Linked DNA regions of Mus musculus: all the other regions are linked to region 1. Evidence: chromatin contacts called from public HiChIP or PLAC-seq data. All regions are on one chromosome and are shown on one strand. The core of a region is the stretch at or near the end of the contact, and the rest is flanking DNA. Distances in the headings are between cores, read along the strand shown.

The links. HiChIP or PLAC-seq counts read pairs in DNA pulled down with a chosen protein or histone mark.
Region 2: a contact with region 1 is called in an H3K27ac HiChIP or PLAC-seq map of embryonic stem cells, with 10 read pairs. The contact joins two enhancer-like sites. A contact is called at or near these places in 1 of 39 promoter capture datasets (embryonic stem cells), 29 of 484 Hi-C or Micro-C datasets (8-cell embryo, embryonic fibroblasts, embryonic stem cells and 7 more), 6 of 115 datasets of contacts at active chromatin or transcription factors (embryonic stem cells and trophoblast stem cells) and 4 of 9 other capture datasets (adipose tissue, embryonic stem cells, liver and 1 more).
Region 3: an H3K27ac HiChIP or PLAC-seq map of embryonic stem cells shows a contact between it and region 1, with 6 read pairs. The contact joins two enhancer-like sites. A contact is called at or near these places in 14 of 484 Hi-C or Micro-C datasets (the BV-2 cell line, cerebellar granule neurons, embryonic fibroblasts and 8 more), 3 of 115 datasets of contacts at active chromatin or transcription factors (all in embryonic stem cells) and 2 of 9 other capture datasets (adipose tissue and pancreatic islet).

The regions. Positions count from the first base shown.
Region 1 is chr4:98,742,214-98,745,867 of GRCm38.p6, forward strand. No RefSeq gene overlaps it. Among named protein-coding and RNA genes, the nearest start is that of L1td1, 17 kb to the left of the region's middle. Within about 2 kb of position 1,823, at least 34 of the 459 cell types and tissues checked have an H3K27ac peak or open chromatin away from gene starts, as enhancers often do. A contact at or near this core is called in embryonic stem cells, where this site is marked.
Region 2 is chr4:98,838,792-98,842,179 of GRCm38.p6, forward strand. No RefSeq gene overlaps it. Among named protein-coding and RNA genes, the nearest start is that of I0C0044D17Rik, 17 kb to the left of the region's middle. Within about 2 kb of position 1,935, at least 15 of the 459 cell types and tissues checked have an H3K27ac peak or open chromatin away from gene starts, as enhancers often do. A contact at or near this core is called in embryonic stem cells, where this site is marked.
Region 3 is chr4:98,855,113-98,858,625 of GRCm38.p6, forward strand. It overlaps the pseudogene Gm12851. Among named protein-coding and RNA genes, the nearest start is that of I0C0044D17Rik, 33 kb to the left of the region's middle. Within about 2 kb of position 2,094, at least 32 of the 459 cell types and tissues checked have an H3K27ac peak or open chromatin away from gene starts, as enhancers often do. A contact at or near this core is called in embryonic stem cells, where this site is marked.

The DNA of each region.
Region 1 (3,654 bases), core at 573-3,072:
ATAGTTATGGCAAAAAAAAAAATTTTTTTTTTTGGTTTCTCCTTCAGGGGTGTTTATTTCTCAGTCAGAGGAGAATCAGGGTCAGGATCCTGGGCCTGACAAGGCCTGGACCTGACAAAACACCATGTGGTGACCAGGGACCGAGCAGAGGCAAAGGAGACATGCTTCCAATTTGTCCTGGCCGAGGGGCTCACTGTCTTTGTCCAGTTCCTGGAGCTCCTGGATGCTTTTAGTTATGGGCTCGCTTTCCTCCCTCTCTATCACTATCTGGGCCAGCTGCTCCATGGTGGGCTCCTGTCCTGCAGTCCTCATCTCCAGCCTGTGACACCAGACTCGAGGTCTGTGTCCCTCCCCTACCAGCTACCAGGAAATATACCCTGTAATCCAGGGCTCCTTTAACCTACCCATGTCTCGGCATTTTCTCAGTCTTTCTGTCCTTCCTCAGTTTACCCATCTAAGACTTTGATCTTAAGGGTTAATGGTAGTTGAAGTTTTATTTTCCTCATTTTTTTTTTTTTTTAATTTAAGATTTAAGGGGCTGGAGAGACAGCTCAGTGGTTAAGAGCACTCGCTGCTCTTCCAGAGGTCCTGAGTTCAATTCCCAACAACCACATGGTGGCTCACAACTATCTGTAATGAGATCCAATGCCCTCTTCTGAAGACAGCTACAGTTTACTCATATACATAAAATAAAATAAATAGATAAATCTTTTTAAATTTTTAAGATTTAAATTACGGCCTGTTTTATTTGTTTATCTGTATGTGTGCACATGTGTGTCTGTGCCCTGAGAGGCCAAAAGAGAACACCGAATCCCTGATGCTGGTGGGCCAGGCAGTTGTGAGCCACCTAAAGTGGGTGCTGTGAGGTGAGCCTGGGTCTTCTGCACGAAAGACAAGCCCTCTTAACCCTGGAGCCATCCCTCCAGCCTTGACGTTCCATGTTCTAAATCTTCATGGTGGAGAAGAGCGTGCCTGTGCAAAGGCCGGCGTCTGACTTCAGGGAGACTTGAGAGCTCACTTGCTGATTATGATCCCCTTTTAACCCGATCCTGTGAATATTTCAGTGAAGCTCTAATGCAGTTATAACAGAAAACAACAGATTTATGTTGAGCTACAGACAAAGCTACAGCAATAAAAATCAAAGGCACTAATATAGTCTTATTCATGATCTTGTTTTTCTGGAATCCAATACTTGCACACAGCATGATATAGTCCTGACTGTTCCTCTGAATGCTTCCTGCCTCCCAGAGACCCAATCCTTGCAGAGATTTATCTTCTGAAAACAACAGGCAGTTTTGACTGGGAAAGAAGCAACAGTCTAAAATATACCGGCAGTAACGTTCTCTTCTTATCCTCTCCAAATTAAAACACACAATTCAGCTGTATCTGAGAACATATGGACTCTCCCCAAATCTATTGTTTGAAATATTTCTAGTCTGTTAGCTATTTACTGGGAAATTATCACCACAGCAACCTTATACAACACTCACAAGTTCTCAAGGCAAAAGAGCCTTGAAGGTCACTCAGGGTGTGTGTGTGTGTGTGTGTGAGAGAGAGAGAGAGAGAGAGAGCTGAAGCTGGTCTCTCTTCTGCAGCCACATATGTCATTAGTCAGAGCCCTCTTCCTTCCCTTAGAGGAGCAGGCCTCTGTTCAGAACAGAGCCCAGTTCACAACAGGCAATGCTGGGGGAAGTTGAGATTTGTTTGTCGGGCCAATGCTAAACTGGAACCTGAGGAGAGAAGGGCCTGTTCTTCCCGGAGCCTTCCTCCCACCAGCGCTTCCATTCCGCCCCTGGCATTCCGTCCCGGGTATTAGGAGTGCAGGAGGAATGTGGTTTCACCCAGACCTTCAACCTCTTGCTTTTCAACCCAGCGATATCCCCAGCTCAGTGCTGCCTTGCCTTGGCTGCTGCCTGCATACTCTAGTCCTAGCTCTCCATTTTCCCCAGGGCTCCAATCCTTGCATCCCTTTCAAAGGTTTCTTTTCTTCTTCCTCCTCTATCTTCGAACCATCAGGGCTTTCATCCCCCAAACTTCCACATCCATCCTGACTTTCTTTGGGTCAAATTCCAACCCAACAACTAACTCAGAACATTTAAAAATATAAGCCTGCATATCGTTCAGTCTAAATAATTTGCACATATGTGTTTCTTTGATTTGGCTTGGAACTCACCAAGGAGCCAAGGATGGTCTTGAACTCCTGACCCACCCTGTCTCTACTTCCCAAGTGCTATGATTTCAGAGGTGGGCCACTCTACCAGCTTTAGGAAACTACAGATTTTGAAGCCAATTCTAGAGTCTAGAATCAAGTTTAAACTTTGAATGCTACCACCAAAGGCCTTCAGGGCCTGCTACACCTGTTTCCCTAGAAACTGACTCCTTGGCTCCTTGGTGAGTTCCAAGCCAGCTTTGGCTACATGAAACTGTCCCTGTCCCTCCCTCTGTTGATTTTTCTTGAGTAAAGAGCATATGCAGACAGTTATGAAAACTTCATGAGGTTTCAAACATTATACAGTGAAGTCTCCTGTCCCCTCCTTCCCCAGCCCCTCCTCAGAGAGGACACTGATCCAGCATGGGTCTCTCTCCTTGCTTTCCACAGGAGGCTACTCTCTAGCAGCTCCAGCAGCACTGGGAACTTGCTAGAATGCAAACTCTCAGGCCCAATACAGACTCAAGGATGGGAATCTGCACTTTAACAAGACTTCCTGATGATCTGTGTGGACACTAGACTTCAAGATACAGTTGCTACCACTATGGTAATCAGTGAGGGATTAAGATATCCAAGGACCAACATATGGTCGTATATAGCCTGGTCTACAGTCCCAGCACATGAGAGGTGGAGGCAGGAATTGCTGTGAGTTTGAGGCAAGCTAGGAACAAATGATAAGGCAGGAAAAAGAGAAATATAATAAACATAAATAAAATAAATAAATATAATAATCTATATTTTAAAATGTCCCAAAAATTTTCCTGCAGAACTTAAAACCCTACATCTTCTCACTGAGCTGGAGTCTAGGAGTCTATGAAGTCACAGCACTGGGGACCCAAGCCAGGATCCCAGGAGAGAGTTCCTTCCTCCAACCACTGAGGCAATGCAAGGCTCAGGCATCTGGCCCGTGAACAGAGGCCCCTTTCTTTCAAGAAATGCTGAAACACAGGCATTTGACATCACAACTGTCCCTGTCTCAAACACTCTGTTCTAAGGGATGCCTCCCACAGACCTGCAAGTCAGACGTTGCCTTAACCTTCAGCTCCTGGAAAAGCTGTGCTTTAAGCAATGTCTTCTGTGGTCAGCCACTCTGTCCCTAGCCTGGGGCACTAGTAGGGGGCAAGAAAAGATCTGGATGTATGGCAGTGGAATTTTTAATGGAGCCTGTCTTAGGAATTTCATGGCTATGAAGAAACAAAACTTCCAAAGCAAGTTGGAAAGGAAAGGGTTTATTTTATTTGGCCTGCATTTCCACATCATAGTCTGCCAGTGAAGAAAGTCAGGGCAGGAACTCAAACAGGACAGGAACCTAGAGGCAGGAACTGATGCGGAGGCCATGGAGGGTCGCTGCCTGCTGGCTTGTCTGTTCTTCATGGCTGGCTCAACCTGCTTTCTTATAGGACCAAGAAGAACCAGCCTGGGGTGGCCATGCCCACAATGGACTG
Region 2 (3,388 bases), core at 685-3,184, 97 kb after region 1:
TGCATTTCAGGGGTCTGGAGGCCCAGGGCAATGCCCTTGGCATCAGCTTGGCTCAGTAAGGTCCTTTGCTGATGATGTAACCATAGCAGAGACATGCACACAAAGAAAAGGTTAAAGAGCAGGACAAGAAGCCAATGATGCTAAGGAGTAGCCACACTAGTATATTTATTACAGTGACCGTAACAGTTAACTGGGGGCTCCCATGAACACCAACTACATTCCCTCTACTTACCGCTTACTGGCTTGCTTCCCCTAGCTTACTCAGTCTGCTTCCTTATAGAACCCAGACCGCCAGCCCAGGGATAGCACCACCCACCAGGGGCTGTACAACTTCTTCCCCATTGATCACTAATTGAGAAAATGCCTTACAGCTGGATCTCATGGAGGCATTTCCTCAACTGAGGCTCCTTTCTCTCTGATGACTCTAGCTTGTGCCAAACTGACACACAAATTTAGCCAGTGCATGAGTTCTTTTGAAATCGCCTGGTTCTGTTTCCTGCATTTAAAATAATAAACATTAACACATTCTGGGAAAGGTCTATAGATCTGCCCAGGCTATCAAAGTACCTAGCACAAAAGTATGTAAGAACCTTACACTGAGTTGATAACTCATCCGCTAATCCTACAATTTGAGAGGCAGAGGCTCGATGAATTCCAAGACAGTCTGGGCTATAAAGTCAGATCCTGTGTTAAGAATGATTAAGCCGGGCTGGAGAGATGGCTCAGTGGTTAAGAGCACTGACTGCTCTTCCAGAGGTCCTGAGTTCAAATCCTAGCAACCACATGGTGGCTCACAGCCATCTGTAATGAGATCTGACGCCCTCTTCTGGTAGGTCTGAAGACAGCTACAGTGTACTTACATATAATAAATACATAAATCTTTAAAACGTGGGTGGGAAAGAATAATAATTAAGCCAAGTGTGATGGTGCATTTAAAGACCATAAATGCTAACTATCAGTCATCAATTCAGTCATCAATGGGAGGAGAGGCCCTTGATCCTGTGACGGGGAATGCCAGGGCCAGGAAGAAGGAATGGGTGGGTTGGTGAGCAGGAGAAGCAGGGGAGGCGATAGGGGGTTTCCGAAAGGAGGGGAAACCAGGAAAGGGGATAACATTTGAAATGTAAATAAAGAAAATATCTAATAAAAAAGTCGGTAAAATAAATAAATGTTAACTATATTTCAAGTTCTCTACAATGTAACATGGTTTGAAAATGCTGTGATTTCTCACATACTGCCAAAGATGATGGAGATGGCTAATTAATTTTGTGGGAGATGTCTGGGCTGAAGAGATGGCTCAGTTATTCAAGACTAGGCTCACAACCAAAAGTATAAGAAAATGAAGGTATCCAAAGTGTCTTCTCATTCATTCATTCATTCATTTATTCATTCATGTATTTATTGAGAACCTACTATCTGCCTGGCATTGCAAAGGCAGGAAAGGCAGCTTTGGCCTTCATTGATTTTTTTCATCCTTGCTTTGAGAATGATGACAGATCAATTGTCACCATTGGCAATAGTCACTTCCAATAAAGTCACTGCAAGCACTGACTTGCAAAGGCTGCAAGTGTCTCCTGGGGGAAACCAAGATTAGTGTCCCTGTCACAATGTTTTCATCAAGTGACAAACACACAACACTGCCTTGTGTGTTTCAGATAAAAGATACCTCCTTCAACGTACCTCGTTTTGTTAGCAGTGAACTGAAAGAGCGCTAAGGTCTGAACAAAGCCGGCCCAACACTCACTCACTTTCTAGAAGGTACTTATGGTGTCCCTACACTTCAGCACAGTGCTTCAGCCCAACCCTCTGGCGGCTTCAATAGGGGAATCAACGACAAAAAACACAAAGAGGCAAAACCCTCAGCTCCAGACACTTCACAGAAGGGCACAGCTCCACACAATGGAAGCTAAACCAACTGGCAGAGCTGCACACCTCCACACAATGGGAGCTAAACCAAGAGGCAGAGCCGAGCTTGACCTCTGCTGAGAGGGTCTGCATCCACTGACTCCCACTCTTTGCCGTGAGGTGTATCCAATCGACCTCAGTCAGAGTGCTGCAATGATTTGTTTTCCGGCTGTAAATACACTTTAGAGAGTAGGTTAATTCATAAAGCCCATGCACAATGTGGGCTGAGCAGGGCTTTAGAGCATCGTAGGATGGTGCTCAGCGGGATGGAGAAAAGCACAGAGTACCGGTGCTGTGGGTCCCCGCGTGGCTTGCATTATGAAGGACAAAGCAAACAGGGTTCATTTGGAACTTGGGTTTTGGTGGAAAAGAGAGAGGGGCAGAGGCTTTTGTCGTAAGTGGCTGTGCACCTGGTGTACTATTTCTGGAGACAGAAGAATCCTTAGTAAGCACCAGGTTTGTACCATAGGCACTGAAACTTCAAAATGGAACATACCAACCTGTTCTACCCAGAGCTGCCCTTTCAAGGTCCTAGGGTCTTTCGTTAAACTGGCTGGCCTTAGGGCAGAAAAAGAACTGCTTTGACCTCAAAATGGTCCATAATGACCTAAGGTGGGCAAGACTTTCTGGTAATTGTGGGATACTCCCCTTCTTCCATAGGATTTCCATTGCCTGAGTTGCTTCTAAAAATACTGCCTGCTACTGGGATGCCTGCATGTGTTAATTTAGACCACCCCTGAGATGGCAGAGGATGATTGACAGCCATGCTGTGACTCTACACAAAAGAAAAAGTCATCACAGACCACATGAAGCTCAAGAAGAAGGAAGGCCAGCCGGGCGTGGTGGCGCACGCTTTTAATCCCAGCACTTGGGAGGCAGAGGCAGGCGAATTTCTGAGTTCGAGGCCAGCCTGGTCTACAAAGTGAGCTCCAGGACAGCCAGGGCTACACAGAGAAACCCTGTCTCGAAAAGAAGTGCATGCTGTGTCTTCTGAGAGGCTCTGCCAGTGCCTGACAAATACAGAGGTGGATGCTCCAAGCCAACCACTCGACCCAGGGTCCTCAATGGAGGAGTTAGAGAAAGGACTGAAGGACCTGAAGGACCGTTTGCAACCCTGTAGGAAGAACAACAACAAAGTGAGTCCTGGAACTCACTTTGTAGACCAGGCTGGCCTTGAACTCAGAAATCTGCCTGTCTCTGCCTCCCAAGTGCTGGGATTAAAGGCGTGCACCACCTCCGCCCGGCAGTTTGGTTTCTTAAAAACAAACAAACAAACAAACAAAAAAACCAAATATTCTAAGAATGTGTTTTCGTTTTTATCCCAGGTGTGGGATATGGAACTGCTTCAGATTAACAACAGCTGACTATGATTTGTCTTGTGCTCTAGCAGGGACATAATTTTGCCAGTTGCAAATAGTTTCTGTGATTGTGCGTAAATGGAATTCTCGGGACATTTCTGAGGGTATATAAATATATAGAGCCC
Region 3 (3,513 bases), core at 844-3,343, 110 kb after region 1:
TTAAGACAGGGTTTCTCTGTGTAGCACTGGCTGTCCTGGAACTTGCACTATATATGAGGCTGGCCTCGAACTTACAGAGATCCACCTGCATCTGCCTCCCAAGTGCTGTAATGAAAGGCATGTGCCGGGGCTGGCGAGATGGCTCAGTGGTTAAGAGCGCCGACTGCTCTTCCGAAGGTCCTGAGTTCAAATCCCAGCAACCAGATGGTGGCTCACAGCGAGATCCGACGCCCTCTTCTGGTGTGTCTGAAGTCAGCTACAGTGTACTTACATATAATAAATAAGTATTTAATAAAAAAAAAAAGGCATGTGCCACCACTGCTGGCCATTGATACAATTATTAAAACTGCTTGCTAAGTGTGGAACATTAAAGTAAAATGTTATCAAAAGTAGTGCAGCCGGGCGTGGTGGATTGCCAGAGCTACACAGAGAAACCCTGTCTCAAAAAAAAAAAGTAGTGCATTTGCTGCCAGTGGAGGAATCTGGAGACAACCTTCAGAAATTGCACCGTAAAAGGACCATCAGCCTTGGACCTCAGGTGGCTGAAGGAGGGAATGTGTTTGTTGCCTGCCACATCTTTGACACATCAGTAACACCCTTCTGGCAAGAAACTGTCTGCCTAGTGACTGGCAGAATGAAGGCAAAGGCTGACAGAGACGAGTCCTCCCGGTATGCAGCCATGTTGGCTTCCCCAGATGTGGTCTAGAGGTACAAGGAGCTGGGATCACTGCCCTGCATAGCAAACTCTGGGCCACAGGAGAAAACAGGACCAAGACTCCTGGACCTGGAGCCCAGTCAGCTCTCAGTGCTTGCTTGTTCTGGGATGAAGACTGGGCCAATTGAGAATGTCCCCCCATCCCTACTATCCCTACTGACAGCACTAGAAGAAAGGGGGGGGGATCGTCGTGGTCACCTTCTGTGAACAGGACTTCTCAAATAATTTTCTGTTAATAAATTGCTTTGTGCAAGCTTTAAAAACAAAAGTAGTACATTTGCTTTACTAACAAGAGACTGGGTTTTAAATCGTGAACTTTATATTTAAAAAAAATTTAATTGCATTTATTGATTGTGTGTCCATCTGTGTGTGTGTGTGTGCATGAGCATTCATGCTGTGGCATGTATATAGAAGTCAGAGGATAACTTGTAAGGGTCAGAGCTCTCCTTCTCTCAGGTGAGTTGCAGGGATTGAACATAGGACATCAGGTTTGCCAGAAAGCAACTTACCCACTGAGTCGTCTCAACAGCCATAGTCATGCATCTCTCTCCCTCTCTCGCTCTCTCACCCCGTTACTCTTTGGATCTTGATAGTTTCTATTCAACATGTAACTTTCTATTATGTGGTAGATTCAAGGGATGTGGAAACAAAACAGAAAAACCTGACCTTTCCCATGTAAAGTTTACACTTGATTGAGATGGTAATTATATAAATGTAACCTGTGTGCTTCACCAAAGCATCACTCGTGGGCAGACAGTGCCACAGTCCTTCCGGAAATGTCCTCACCGCTTCTTTCTTAATGTGCCTTCTATCCCTACAGTGCACCCCACAGCCACAGGACGCAACATAGAGCCCACCGTTCAAGATGACTCTGCGACTGCGCAGACGGGAATTGAATGAGAAATGGCGGTGATTTCTTTCTTCCTTTCTTTTTTAATCACTAAAGCATTTTTCATCTTGAAAAGCAATAAAGTCTCTGCAGAAGCGGAGCTCTCAAACCTCTCTCTTTTGCTCATTATGGAGATATGCATCTAAGGAACTTTGGACCGAGTTCTGGGGCAGCTCTTTTGAAATTCGAACAAAAAGGAATTTGTTTCTGAGCTCACAAAGGCTTGTCTGGAAGTTCCATTAATTTTAATAATAATTTCCAATTAATTCCTTAGTCATTTCCTGATTTTCTGAAATAATTTGCTTTCAAAGTGGCAACCCTTAACGTTGGGGGGTAACGGAGAATGCTATGACTGATTCTCTAAGCTCAACTTTTGCCCGTTTATGAGAATGCAAAACTGGAAGCCTGGGCCTGGGTTATGATGCGTCATTTGCAAAGTCTATTTGTGGACTAAAGAGGCCCAGCGCTCCCGAGGGATATTAAGCATCTAGTGACACAGGAATGATCCAGGTGCTCCTCCTGGCTGAGGCCCAAGACCTGATAGCACAGGGGATATCAGTAAGGCCAAGGTGGGAACAAATCCAAATTCTCTGGCCCAGCCTGTCAAGGGAATCCAAGCCCCATAGTAAGGCTGGGGAAGATAAGTTGTGATGAGGGGGTGGGGTAGGGAGTACTCAGCAACTGTCTTCCTTGACCTTGGTAGCCGGTGACCACGTCACCAGTGGCCCCTCCCTCTGTGGCCCGGACAGCCTCTACCCCTTAGGGTATTATTACTTGCCTACTTGGACCTGCCAAGGCTCTCGAAACCTCGAAACTATTCTGGGTGCAGCTGGTGCCTACACCCTCAGCTTCAATAGACACTGTGCATAGTTTTCTGCTGTTAAATAAGGTGACTGTACATTTTTAGAAAATAAGGAAATGCCTCAACCCATGGGCTAATAAACTAGTCTCTAGTCTGTAAAAGGAATTTCCCAGAAAGCCCTCCTGTAAAGTGAGCTTTCCTGATAAGCAGGAGCAGATTTAACACGAAGCCAGCAATGCTCCAGCTACCAAGCCTTTTATTGCCTACAGAGACTCCTTAAAGCCGTTGGACCTAACAGTGTACTTATGTGACCAACCTGCTCTTGTTCATTTGCTCTTTCTTTTATTCAAAAGTCTGGCCGGGCATGGTGTCGCACGCCTTTAATCCCAGCACTCGGGAGGCAGAGGCTGGCGGATTTCTGAGTTCAAGGCCAGCCTGGTCTACAGAGTGAGTTCCAGAACAGCCAGGGCTACACAGAGAAACCCTGTCTCGAAAAACCAAAAATAAATAAATAAATAAATAATAAATAACTGGATAGACGCCACTTTGCAGTCTACATGAAATACTCTATGTAGTCATCAATACATAATGACATGAAGACGAGACAAATGTATCAGACTCTTGGTGGAATTTACACCACCACCTACAGTCTTACCAAAACTAAAATAAAAAAGTCATCTAAGTGAATAAAAACCAAACCTGATTCTCATCAAGCATCTTTCTCAGTGACAGAAACGGCAGGAGAGGAAGAAAAGATGGTAGAGTGTGGTGAGAATTCATCAGCAAACCCCAGTCTGAGAGCCACCCACAGGAAGAGCAACTCAGTTTCCTTAGCAAGTCAATTGCGGAGGAGTTTAGAAAGGGGAGGGGCTGAGGAGAACTGGTGATTTGCAGGCAACTTAAAAGAAATAATCAATGTAATGATGGGTTCTGATTCTAGACAAGCACTTGAAAGTATTTTAGGGCTGAAGGAAAGCCCACAGCAATTACTGAATGGATATTTGATAAAAATTAAGACGTTCATTTTTTTTTTCACATAAGTTAATGCTATTGTTGGGATTCTCTTTCTTCGTATTTTAGGCATACATACTAAAATATTTATAGAAG